Regions from separate parts of the Anser cygnoides genome. Here region 1 is linked to region 2. The links are chromatin contacts, called in public Hi-C maps. All regions are on one chromosome and are shown on one strand. The core of a region is the stretch at or near the end of the contact, and the rest is flanking DNA. Distances in the headings are between cores, read along the strand shown.

Region 1 (6,407 bases), core at 2,204-4,703, 160 kb before region 2:
TGGGGACAGAACGTACATTCACCACAATGCCAAGCACAATGGAGCCTTCAATTTAGCCTGGTGCTCCTAGATCACTTTTCCACACAACTAATCATTGTGTACAGCTACAAACAAAACACCACCACCAGAAACCTCAAGAAAATTATGAGTGGTATAATGGAGTGTAAAAACAGAATTGCATTTGTAAGGGAGCGGACTGTAAAAACACAAAACAAGCATAAGAGCCTCAGTATGCATCATGCAGTGTTTTGGGTTTCATGGCTTCTATGGCAAGACTTTCCAGTAGATAGGGGGACAAGAAAGGGAGAAGATGCCCTGTTCCAAATGGGTTTTATGGCATAAGTTTTCAGAAGCCATAGCCTCTCAGTAGGAGCTATATCTAACATGCTAGACTGGCTATTCAAAACTTCATTAATAACCTGGAGCCTGGGATAGTCACAGCAGTAGCACAGAACAGGCAAAATCAAAGTAAAACTGCTGTTAAAATATAGCAAAGTTCCACACTGAAATGCGAGCACAAACAGCTGCTCTGCTCTTGCAGCACTGAATGACAAAATCCCAGTTCTGTGATCACACTTCAGAAAATTTGTGTCAAGTTGCTGTTCACAAAGCCAAGCTTCTTTCAGCATTAAAAAAAAACTGAAATACGATCAGAATTTACTTTTTTTTTTTCCTCGGAGATTTTTCTATAATAAAAACTTGTCTTGTATTCATTTAAAAAAAAAAAGTGTGAATTCCAAATTTAGCCTTTTCACATTCAGAGAGCAACAAAGGCAAGGCTATCATTTTTGGACTTTACAGCAGTGAGAAGCAGAAGCAGAGATGGTACCACAGAGACTAAGACACCGTTTTTTATCCAGTGCCAGGATTCTCCAAAAGCAAGCATGCTGCTACAGTCACGGGCATAGCTAACTCATCTGAAATAGTGTCTGTCTGACAGAGAAAGCTCCTAAATTAGGCCAAGGTTACCAGAGGGACTTTATCACCAAAACGCAACTTCCACAAGAAGTCAGTTCTTCGTTTGCGAGTGGTGCCATTTCCTCATCCTGCATGTTATACAATTAAAACAGGAGGTTCATTAAAAACAAAGCAGAGAACACCAGTGTGGTGCTACGGGTGTTGAAGACACACAGCATTTCCTGCTTGGAGAAGGCAAAACCACCCTGTAATTCAGAGGAAAATGGTGTAAGGAGGTTGTTTATTACTTCCATTGATTTAAAACATGAACACACACCTCTCCTCCTCTGCACTGGCACATTAAATTGTGCCCTGACTGCAAAATAACCGACCCGCTCCAGCCTCACCCTCCGTGGTAAGGTGCATCTGGCAGACTGACAGCAGCACGGGCCTTGCTGCAAATCTTTTGGACACCAGCGCTGCCAGTGCATCCATCACATGCCCCCTTTCCATGAAGCAGTCTGTAATTTTTCCTGCCTTCAGACCACAAAACTGGCAGCCAAAACCACATCCCATCACTGCGAGAAAGAGAAGCAGAAGACCTTCCCATCAAAGGCGGCAGAGGAACCTGTGCTCAGTTGCCCATGGCCATTTAGTGAACTGCCGTTCAGCGGCACCTTCATTCACCCTTTTCCTCTCCTTACAGCAAGGGAGGTGCCCGGCATCCCCCCCCCCACTGCTGTACCACACAAACCCCAGCTACAGAAAGCTGGCGTCCTCCACTAACGCAGCACATGCAGAAACACTGCTGCCCCCCCAAACACACCTCCTTTTTAACCAGGGTCCTAGCTAAAAGTAGGGCAGCGGGAACCCATAATGCTACTTGTTCCAGCACCTCTCTGATCCGAGAAGATTTGCAGGGTATCTTTCCAGGATACATAAAAAAAAAAAGATAAGCAAAAGCACATGTATTTTTCAGGCTAGTGCTAGAATCACATCTCTGCAGGCAATTTTTTCCCCCTTGTTGGCTGGTGTCTGATCCGTGTTACCAAGAATTAAAGAGGTCATGAACTAACAAGCAACTGCTTGAAGTTCGCTCAGCAGGGAAAGCCCCAAAGCTCACTTTGCTTGAAGTGTGGCGGGCAGGAAAGGGAAGAGACTTTGAACAAATATTAGCAGAACATTAATGAAGATGCAGAGACTTGCCAACAGCAGACACGATCTCCTCTCCACCTCCACAGCTAGGGGCAGAACGTCGTCGCCTGAGGGACCAGACAAACAGGACCAGACAGAAAAACTCACAGGAGACTCATACAACCACCAAGCTGACAGCGTCTGGAACGACACTCCAATAGCAGAAAATATGTAACTCATACACCACTCGCGGGGACTGAAAAAGCTGTGTGCACATAGTTGTCTTACCTCGTTCTCACAGATACATGAAAACACTAAATTTAACACTTTATGTTGGATCAAAAAATTTATCCTGCTGAGAAACCGAGCCTTGTGGTTTTCTGGGCAGAAATGGAGGTTGTGAGATGTTACTTTTCTGCCAGATCAGTATCTGAATGCAGCTCACTGTTTTAATACTAGCATGAGGAAACTCATGCTAGAACTCACTTAACTGCAAATTTTCAAGAAAAATATGCCACATCTCTTTAACTGTGCAGTAGTGCAGTTTTGGAAAGCACTGAGGTTTTGACTGAAATTCTGCCAGCCGGGGAAAATAAAGGGTGGAGGCGACCAGACCAGCTGCTGTCACAGAACAAAGCACCTGTAGGTACCGAACAAGCTCCTCGCAGGTTTGCGTTTCTGCTGACCCCTGTCCTGCTGCCAGCGTGAGGCTACCCGGTCTGCATGTTGTACGTCAGCATCCTCCTGGCGCTGGCACGGAGGCTTGACAAGAAGTCAGAAGTGTGCTCGCAGCACGCAGGCGGCTGATCCACCTCCCTGGTGCTCGTGCCAACCGAGGGAGAGCCCGGCCAAACACCAGCCGGGAGGCACACAGAGTGGCTGGGACACACAGGCTCTGAGAGCCCCATGTCAGGGGCATCATCTCCGCTCTCATCCCACCCCAGGTCCCCTTGCAGCCCCTTCCAGGGACCTGCAGCCCCGTCCCAGCTGCCTCCTGAGCCCTCTCTGCAATTATGTACAGCGATGCCCAAGCTTTGTCGCACCATTCCCACCAAGAGCTGCTCAAAGAGGGTCACAAAACTCCCCGAAGTCTGCAGTACCCTTCAGTTCCCTTGCTGATGGGCCCCAGCAGGACCACAGTGCTGCAAAACGGGGAGCAGTAGCACCCAAGAAGGACCACTGAGGAAGAAGAGAGAGGCACAAGTCACCTGGGCAGAAACCGACTTGCTGACTTTTATCTATCTTCCGACTTCCCAACGCTAAAAGCCATTTGAGTGCTGTAAGATAGAGCAGATAAACCCCTGAACCACAAGTTTAGCAAGTACAATTTCTGCCACAGGTTGGCTTCACTGCTTAGATATCCCAAAAAAGTATGGACAAGCACTTTTTGCATATTTTCGCTTACTTTCCCCATGTTGAAGGCTAAGAATGCACCATAAAGGCTCATCTTGCAAAACAAAAACAGTCGGAGTGGCAAAAATGCAGGCTGCCTGCGTGACAGAGACACAAATCATGCAGCCCCAGTTCAGCACAGCTTCAGGCTGCAAAGTCAGGGAGCAAAATCCATCCGAAGGGCTCAGGTCTTTGAGGAAACAGTTTGCAACCAACTAATGTTTAACCAAAAACTCCCCGCCTGACTCTTTCCAAGTCAGACGGACATTCTCATCAGAAGATCCTCAACACAGAAACGCTGGAGAAACAGACAGAAGTGAGCAGTTAATGACTGCCCTCTCCGGATCAATGAACAGTGACAGACTGAACACAGTGTGTGTATGGCCGGTGCGTGCAGCTGGCAGGAACGGCTGCTTTCTACCAAAGCTACGGCCAGCACACCTTACAGCTGCCAAAGGGAAGTTAACATACAACTAAGGCCTTCACACACACAGGCATTTTATTATTTTTAACCTTTGCTTTTCATGCGTTGCACCCCTGCGCAGTGCAGATGCGGTATTTCATTTTACAACGTATGCCTAGCTCGCTGTAAACACACAGTATCAGAGGTTCCCCAAAGGGACAGCATTACAGGTACGAAATCAAACTCAGATGGGAATATCATCTGAGGAAGAACCAGGAGGTCTGTGATTAAAACCCCGGCGGTCTGTGACTAAAACCCTGGTACCCACACGCGTCCCCATGAGGAGAGCTGTTTCCTAAGCCTGTCACTGGAAAGAGGGGCTTTGGAGCAGCTAAAACCTGACTGCCAGCCACTAACTTCAGCCTAAACTGTCTGCCTGTCAGCAGGCTCCTGAGGTTACAGCTCTCACGCCACTCTGAAAGATCTTCAAGGCCAAAGATTAAATCTTCGCATAAGTTAGCACATCACAGAGCACTGGGCCTGCTAGCACAGTTCCACTGGACTGCAGCAACAGACTGTCCATTAATTAAAGCTGACGCTTCGTTACCCATCAGTCAACAGCACATTCAGGAGCTACGGCATAATAAAGCCATTGTTAGTCTTTTCTTTACATGTTCAACTGCAGAACAAAAGGTGATGGTTGTAGACGCTCAACAATGACTTGAATGTCTGCAGGTACCATTGATCCTCAAGAACAGGCTCAACAACAAAGACCTTGCACAGAAAGAAGAGCTAAAAAGTTTTAGTTATAAAAAAAAAAAAGAGACCAAAAAAGAGACAACACCCTAAAAGCTGTGTGTTACAGTTGTTCATCACCCTTCCACAAACACTGCCAGTCATTTCGCCAGTCAACGTCATACCACTCAGCCATTATCATTAACTAGAAAAGACAGCACAAAATGCCTCCCAAAGAAGGATAGTTTAATAGTTTACTCTCCTTCCTTTCTCCCAAGTTGTCACATTCAGTGCTCTTCAAACCTACAAACACAACATGACATTTTGACATCTGAATATGACACTTACGAGACAAATGTCTCTAAAAATGAGATACACTCTTCTTCCAAAACATTTGTGGTAGGACAGAGTTATCCTTCAGTGAAAAGGAATTAACAACAACAACACGCTGCAAAACATTTAACAGAACAAGAAGCCTTACATAAAAGAGCACAAGGGGGATTTTGAACTTGTGGCAGTGTTCCATGAATTTGTATGACATGTTTAAAAGCAAATTGATTCATACTCATATTGTTTCTAAACTAAATGTTTCATCAACTACGCTAACTGCAAATAGCAATCAGTTGGCATAAGGCCCAATTCAAAAGAGCAAAATAAATGCTTTCATCCCAATTTTCCTGAAGATAGCAAAATGGAGGAAATGATGTCCAAAGCTGCAGAGATGAGAAAAGATAGGAACCCCTGAACAAAAAGAAATAACAGGGTAAGGCAGGTAAGGGCCTCTAATGGTAGTGATTTATTCTATTACAGCCTTTTACTGTCAGGTTATGTAATGAGCCCACATGATTTAGGAATTCATGTAGGGAGAAAGTGTTTTTCAATTAGCAATATGGATCTGGGTTGGCTCATGTCAAGTGCCTGTAAGTGATAATCTGGAGAAAATGTCAGATGGTGACTTTAAACAATAGCTTAAAACTCATTACTTTTTATGGCCTTAAGTTTAAGAAAGAATGTCTTAGCACTATCTTCAAAATAAACCAAAAGAAAATAAAAGAGTAGATGTAAGCTATAATTCTCTCAAGTACCAGCCGTTCTCTTACACACATACTTTCAGAAGTCTCTGCTTTTAAATTAGGGTACATATGAAACAATGTATGAGGCTGAAACACAGAGGTAGGTAACAACAGCTATGAATTAGAGGGGAGAAAACCCTTGTAAGCAATGAAGTGAAACCACAAAAAACAATTAATGCGTTAAGTACTTGCAGGAAGGAAAATGTAAAAAAAACAAAAACAAAAACATGCAGCTACAAAGCCAAAAGCTGACACTGAAACTTGGTTTGCCCTCCACAAACCAAGGACAGACAGCACCAGTTTGCCATGGCTCAGATACTACAAAAAACAAACAAACACACAAATGACAGCAGCAAAAAACTGCCTTAGGAGTCCTTGGCCATGGCTTTTAAATCTGTTTTACAAGGCATTCAGACAATGGCTGTCCAAAACCTCACCTTCTCGAAGGAACCAAGCTCAGAGCCGTGACTCAGCTCAGCAGCCTCTGGGGGTTCCTCCAGTGTCGAGAGGCAGCTCTTGCAAGGAGCTGCTTGCAAGGAAGCAGAAGCTTCCAGCAAGCACTTACTCTGCATAATCCATAAAACACATTAATCTCATTGTACAACACCAGGGGCATAGCTCAGGACATCCCTTTGTTCCTTACTATTCTTTAAAAAAAAAAAAAAAGAAAAAAAACATTTTCAGCTGTTAGCGCACCAAGATATTTCATTAAATGATGCATGTTCAGCCACATTGGTGCAGGAGAGCTCCTTGGGTGGGGAAGCAGAAATTGA
Region 2 (6,448 bases), core at 3,682-6,181:
GCAGCACTCCCCATGCCTGCCCTGGAGCTCACCTGCAGGAGCAGCAAGCTTTAGGGAGTAAACAGAGTCAAACCAAACTAACCAAACAAACAATCAAACCAACAAACAAACAGGTTTTACTTATTTCTGCAGCCTACAATGAAGAGTTGTCCTCTACTTTTTTTTTTTTTTCCAGAATTTTCAGTGCAGACTTCAGATCAAGAAAACGAGACAGCATGCATCTTTTCTGCAACTATTGTGTCTAGTTTTAGTCGTTTCCTAACGTCTGTTTGGAGTTGAAATGCAGACAGAAATATAGTCCTGCTGCTCTGTGCAGTCAATAAAAACATATCAGATAGAATTTGTTGAATATAATCTCTGAACCTCTATAATCAACAAATGGTAAAACTATGGAAGTGCCAGCACACTTCATGTGTAGAATTAAATTGACACTGACAAAATGTAACAGCACTCTAAACTGACATGAATCATAATGTGCAGAAACTAGGACTGTTGTGGTGACAGAAGATAATGCATCAGCTTTTGCAGGGAAAATCCTTCATCTTGAAGAACGACTCATCAATTTTAGCAGGGCACAAGACAAAAGTGATGCTGCCCTTGCTTTGAAGGGACATTTTTTTCAGGATTATTACAGATGAATCAACTTGTCCAGCAAAGTGTTGCGGTGCTGCTGAGGACAGAAGGTGACCACCATGGTCACTGAAGGGGACAGGAGACGTGCAGCAGCCACGCACCCTACTTTGGACGTCAGTCTCTGCACAGGCAGATTTCTGATGAGGGTCAGGCTCTAGGGCGTGAAGTGAAGGAGGTTTCTGTGCGCAGTCAGACCCGAAGGGAGAAGGCCAGGCAGACGGCACAGCCGTTCCCAAGCTGCCCCTTGGCCGAGCCACTGGAGTTCATACACTGGCTCTGGGTGGGGAAGAGAAGAGCCCTGCAGCAGTCTGCAGGGACAGCTTCAGTCCCACTTCGCTCAGGACGCCGTGCTGCTGGGGGCAGCACTGTGGCCAGCCCTGCCCTCTGAGGATGCATGGGGACACTTTGGGGAGGCAATTTTCTGCCCTTCTGCTGGCAAGCTGTTGCCTCACCATGCTGGAAAGGGGCAGCTGTTTGGACAAGCTGACATACTGCAGGGACTCAGTGTTTCCCATATAGAAGTCACTTTTTTTGGCATGCCAATTTTTCTGTAGTCCGAAGGGGAGTGGCTACAAACTGAGCAGCCTTTGTTTAAGATCCTTCAGGAAACGAAAGCGTGAGAGCTAAATATAGCTCACACAAGGACATGAAAGCAGTTATTTAATATAACCCAATTTGTGGTGCAGGAATGAGTCATTATAGAAATGGATCTTCTTGTAAATTTAAACAAGGTGAGAAAAAAATTAATTTATTTCTTTCAGAGTTTAGAACAATCTCACAAAACTCACCTATTCTTGGCACCTGCACTGATTCTTCTCATGAGATCCACTGTGATATTTGAGCTATGTGTTAATTTTTAGCACATGTACAGTCTGGTAATGATGAAAAATACAAATGGTAGGTGCTTTTTTTTTTTTTTTTTAAGTTATACAAATGCACAAGCTGGTATAAATTAGTGGTTTTTCTTTGTTGTTGTTTTGTTTTGTTTTGTTTTCCAAAACCCCACCATTTTTTATACAGAAGAAAAATGACTGTATGAATGTATTCCTTGAAGTTTTGCCCCAGAATTTGATTTTGCAATTTATTTTTCTGTAACTTTTGCTTTGCTGCTTGCTGGCAGGTAGGAGATCTCAATCTGCTCATTTTCAGAACTGCACTAGAGCTGTTCTCAGGCTGTGTTTGATGTCTGTTTATCTACTATTCTTGTAAGAAAACACAATCCACTTCAATTGGGCTGAGGTTTGCAAATGAGATCTCACTTTGCAGTATCAGGCCTGCTTTCAGTTGACTAATGCTTTAAAGAAACAGTCAGTCAGAAGGCACAGCTTTAAAGCCCATAACCACATCAGAGGCAGAGGAAACACATCTACACAGGCTCTAGCACTTATTTGACATACACAGACTTGTAATAGTGTCAGTTATCTTCAATTTTACACTCTGGTTCACTGGTGTACGGAAGAAAACCGGTCAGTGGTTCTAAAGGTAGAAAAAGCACCCAAAGTTGATTTTTTATTATTCATTTATTTATTATTACTATTATTATTTAATTTAACATGTGATTGCAATAAAGAGGGAGGAACTGTTGGGGAATATGCACACAACAGCATTTTTTGGTGAGAATGATCAGTATAAGGCTGATTTTTGGGGGAGGCGGAACAGGGTGACAAAAAGACCAGGAATTTTAGAAAGGCAGATGATAGTGAGCTTGGGATATAAACAGGAACAACCCCATACAAATCTTGTGTAAAGGGAAAGAAAGCTGTTTGGTAGAGCTGGTGGTTCCTGTACAGGGTATATGTTAGGGCTGCGGCCTATCCTGGTGTGGGAGGTTGGAAAGTGCTGCACAGAGATCATCCGAATCTTGAACCTTGACCTTTCAGATAAAAGGAAAGGTGTAAAACGTGAAACTACTTCAGGCTACTAAGAACTGATACAAGGGAAAGTATGAACAGGTAGGGATGAATTAAAAAATGTCAGGCTGTGGACCAAGCCAGGGCAGAGTACTGACAAGTGTCCTCAATGTGCACTGGTAGTGAGGGTTACAGAAGAGAAGTTGTAATTTGTCACCTAATTGGAAGAAAGAGCTAGATGGTGCTGAGAAATCTAAAATGTCTGATGCTTGTTATGTCTCCCTTTTTACTAGAAAGGCCAGCTGCAGTCACAGCTGACCCAGCAGTGCAGAAGCAGGAGACTAAGCTAGAGAATATTTAGCTAGGGTAGAAATTTCCCATTTGTTTGGAGCTGACCTGAACCTGGAGAACTGACCGAGACCTGTGCAGAACTGTCACCTTTGGGAAAGGCTGACCTCGCTCCTGGGAGGCCATTGACTGTAAAAAGTAATGGCAGTGCATAGCTTTAAAAGAGAGAAACAAGAGGGGACTGGCATTGTCGGCTCTGGCTATAATTTCAATTCCCAGAAAAGTACTGGAACAAACACTCAAATTGTTTGAAAATACCAAGAAGATAAATACGGGGATAAGTAAGAGCCAAAATGAATTTGTTCAGGACAAGTTATTCCAAATCAATCTAATTTCCTGTTTGACAGGGTAACTGGCCTTGCATGAAGCAGCCAGCTCTCTTGATTTTAGTGGAACTGCCTGACACTCAGCTGACTTCTTAATAGACAAACTAAGGGGACAGAATCTAGCAAAACTCCTCCACAGTGAGTGATCATCCGACGGGAAACCAGGTTCAAAGTGTATTGAGAAACTTCTTTGTGTCGAATCAGAAAAGTGTGATTTTGCAGCAGTCTGCCCTGCTTCAGACTGTATTCAATATTTCTCTGAATTACTTGTAAAGTGGAGTAGAGAGTATGCTGAGTAAGTTCACATGGCACTTCACTGAGAAGAGCAATAATTGCACCAAACGACTGGATGAGAACTTGACATGAACACAGCAAACTGGATGCAGTTTTAAAAAGTAAGGTGCAATTCAGCAAGGGCAATTTGGTTCGGTGAGGTTGTGGGAATAGTCACATGGAATAAATCTCGGATGGACAAAACCAAAGTAAATAGCAATTCTGTAAGAAAGGTCCTAGCAATTATAGTAGATCACACACTGAACACAAGTCAGCAATGTCATTCTGTTGTGTAAAAGGTAAATATCACATGGAGATATCTGGCTGGGTCTGTCATCTGCCAGACACATGACAGCGGTGTTCAACCTGCAGCTGGGGACCTGTGTCCTGATTTGAACACTGGACTTCCAGAAATAGATAACTATCTATATAAAACCCAAGGTAAAGCAATGAGAAGGATCAAGGGTCTAGAAAATATCACCTCTCAGGACAAATTTACAGAACTGGAGTGGCTTAGTCTAGAGGGAAAAAAAAAAAAAAGGCTGAAGAGAGACCTATTAACAATCCTCAACCACATAGAAGGTAACTTCAGGAAAGAAGGAATTAATTTGTTCTTCAGGACACCTTTTGCTAGAAAAAGAGTTAACATTGTAGTAGACACTTGAAAGCAGCAACTACTAGGAAAACCTTACTACCAGAATGAGGCATTAGGAACGTACTGAGGGAACTGAGGCATCACTCAGTGTATTTAAGAATGTCACAAATATTGTACCCCACTATATGAGAGAGGATCCCCTGGCACAGAACTAACACCTTTGAAATAAATGAAACAATACTGCCTGCAGGAGGTGACTGCTGTGGATACTTAGATCAATATATCCATTTTCTGCATTATTGATGGCACCCCTCTGTGGCAACTTTTTTTGACATCCCTTGCAGCCCTTTTTCATATGCTGTGAATTTTCCAACTGTATGGCTGCTAAGAAAAATAAACTAGATAGAGACTTGTTCAGAGGTCTTTTTTTTTTTTTTCTAAAATGTTTTATTATTTTTATGGTCTTTATTTCACAGTTTGAGGAGTATAGGGAGGACATGCAAGTATGAAAATTTGCACTCTGCAATTTCATCTGTCATTTGCTTGAGTTTCTCTACTGTCTGCAGGGTACAGTAGAATAGAGTCTATTGCTTTATGCATATGTATGTAAATAAGTGAATAAGATGTACAGAACCATAGAATGTCTGAGTTGGAAGGGAGGGACCCACAAAGATCATCAAGTCCAGTTCCTGGGTCCCCAGTCTTCAGAGCTCTGAACAGTAAAATTCCTCGTTAACGTGTATTCAGTTAATCTGAAATGAACAATGAATCAGAAGTTTCACTTCAGGTATGTCTGTTAATGGTTATGTTGCTACAATCATGTTTCAGCTGGCAGCTGACATAGAAAAAGTGCCAAATCTGGACTAATATCTTTTGAAAATTTGATATGTTTTTTCCCCTCAAGTCATCAAACCTTCCCTCAACCCCTGGTCCAAAACTGTAGGTTTTACGTATCTAGAGGTTGAAAGCCCTAGATAAAAGCAAGAATCCATCTTTCATAGGCTATCAGAACTAGTGCTCTGAAAACAGACCAGGTGCTTATCCTGTCTGGTTTGCAGTTTTGGCTGTGTTACACATGAAGTCTTGTAATAGGCTGAGACAGCTGGATGCATTTACTTTTTTCATTATTAGTGGACAAAAGTTGAGACCTACTCAGCTATTTTTCCAAGATGTGCGGCACCTGCAATGGCTCGCCTACCCCTGACTCTTGCTGAGGAGCCAGAGGATCAGATTGAGTAGGACCATGTCTGTTTATGCTGGATTTAAATTTGAACTAACTTCTGTGTGTAAAAACAAAAAGTTCCTGTCTGTTTCAAGTCTGATGTTTTTCCTGCATCTTTTTCTTTTCTTAGGACATAGATGGAAAAGGCTCTGTTACCCAGTAAGGAACTGCAGGTGTTTTCCTCCTGACTTTTACCCTCATCAGGGCTTGTTTTTCCGTGTGGGCAGCTACCAGGGTGATCTTGCCCAAATTGCATAATGTGTTACATAGTCCTCGGTTCAGCTGACAGCTAGGGTAAGGTCATTGGCTGGATCCCAGTAGGCCTGCTTAGAGAAAATCTTTGCTGTGCTAATATTCTTCTGAGACACTGCAGATTTAATTAGAAAATTTGCAAAGGAATTATTGTTGCCGGTTGAAAGTATAGCTAATTAGGCCCATGAAGACTACTGTCAGGGAAAGACGTTCTAAAGATACATTTCCTGTCAATGCAATAAACACGTTGAATGTCTTGAAGACGGCTGCAGTTTTGTTTACAAGCTATGGCATACCACACGATCATATGGATGTTTGGGGTAGGTGTGGCCAAGTGCATGTGTAAAGTTTCTGTTTTCACCTCAGATGTAGTAATGAGATATGTATATTAGCAAAGCAAGCTAATTTATCTTAGGTCCAATTGTATCATGAGGTGCAGTAAACTGAGAGACAGTTCATTGAACAACCTCTCTGGTCAAAGCCTGTGAGTTTTATTGGTGTAATTAATTCTGTGTAATTGGCGGCCTTATTGTTATGAATGAAATGAGCAATATTCAGATTAGGACACTTGGATCTTGTGTTTTTGAGATGGGTTTAAAACAGCAGAGGGTTTGCCATTCTGTAGTTTTCACTGTTATCAAGCCTGTTCCAAACCTCAGTGTTGAAAAGAGGGTGACCTGCGGAATTTGCTCATGGCTTATAACCAGAAAGAAAGGAAACCACAAACAAGAGTATGCAGATTTTTCAAGAGAATTAATCTGTAATGCCTGGACTTTGCATCAGGTACTTTGCTTTCCTGGTGTAGGGAGGACACTTAGCTGAGCTGCTCCCCTTTCCACATCATCATAGTCCAGTTCTGAACAGACTGTGGATGGAGTCAGCCCTGGTCAGAATGGGGGCTGTAGAAGTAAGGTTAATCCTAAATCACTCTTATCTCCCCAACCTCCCC

The links. Hi-C and Micro-C count contacts between places; a contact is called where the count stands out from the background.
Region 1: a Hi-C map of liver shows a contact between it and region 2, with 2.0 times the contacts expected there. The contact joins two enhancer-like sites. A contact is called at or near these places in 2 of 7 Hi-C or Micro-C datasets (both in liver).

Annotation. Positions count from the first base shown.
Region 1 is chrZ:38,298,702-38,305,108 of Taihu_goose_T2T_genome, reverse strand. The region is part of intron 1 of SEMA4D (semaphorin 4D); the gene reads right to left. Among named protein-coding and RNA genes, the nearest start is that of SEMA4D, 31 kb to the right of the region's middle. Within about 2 kb of position 3,453, at least 2 of the 3 cell types and tissues checked have open chromatin away from gene starts, as enhancers often do. A contact at or near this core is called in liver, where this site is marked.
Region 2 is chrZ:38,142,269-38,148,716 of Taihu_goose_T2T_genome, reverse strand. No RefSeq gene overlaps it. Among named protein-coding and RNA genes, the nearest start is that of GADD45G, 89 kb to the left of the region's middle. Within about 2 kb of position 4,931, at least 1 of the 3 cell types and tissues checked has open chromatin away from gene starts, as enhancers often do. A contact at or near this core is called in liver, where this site is marked.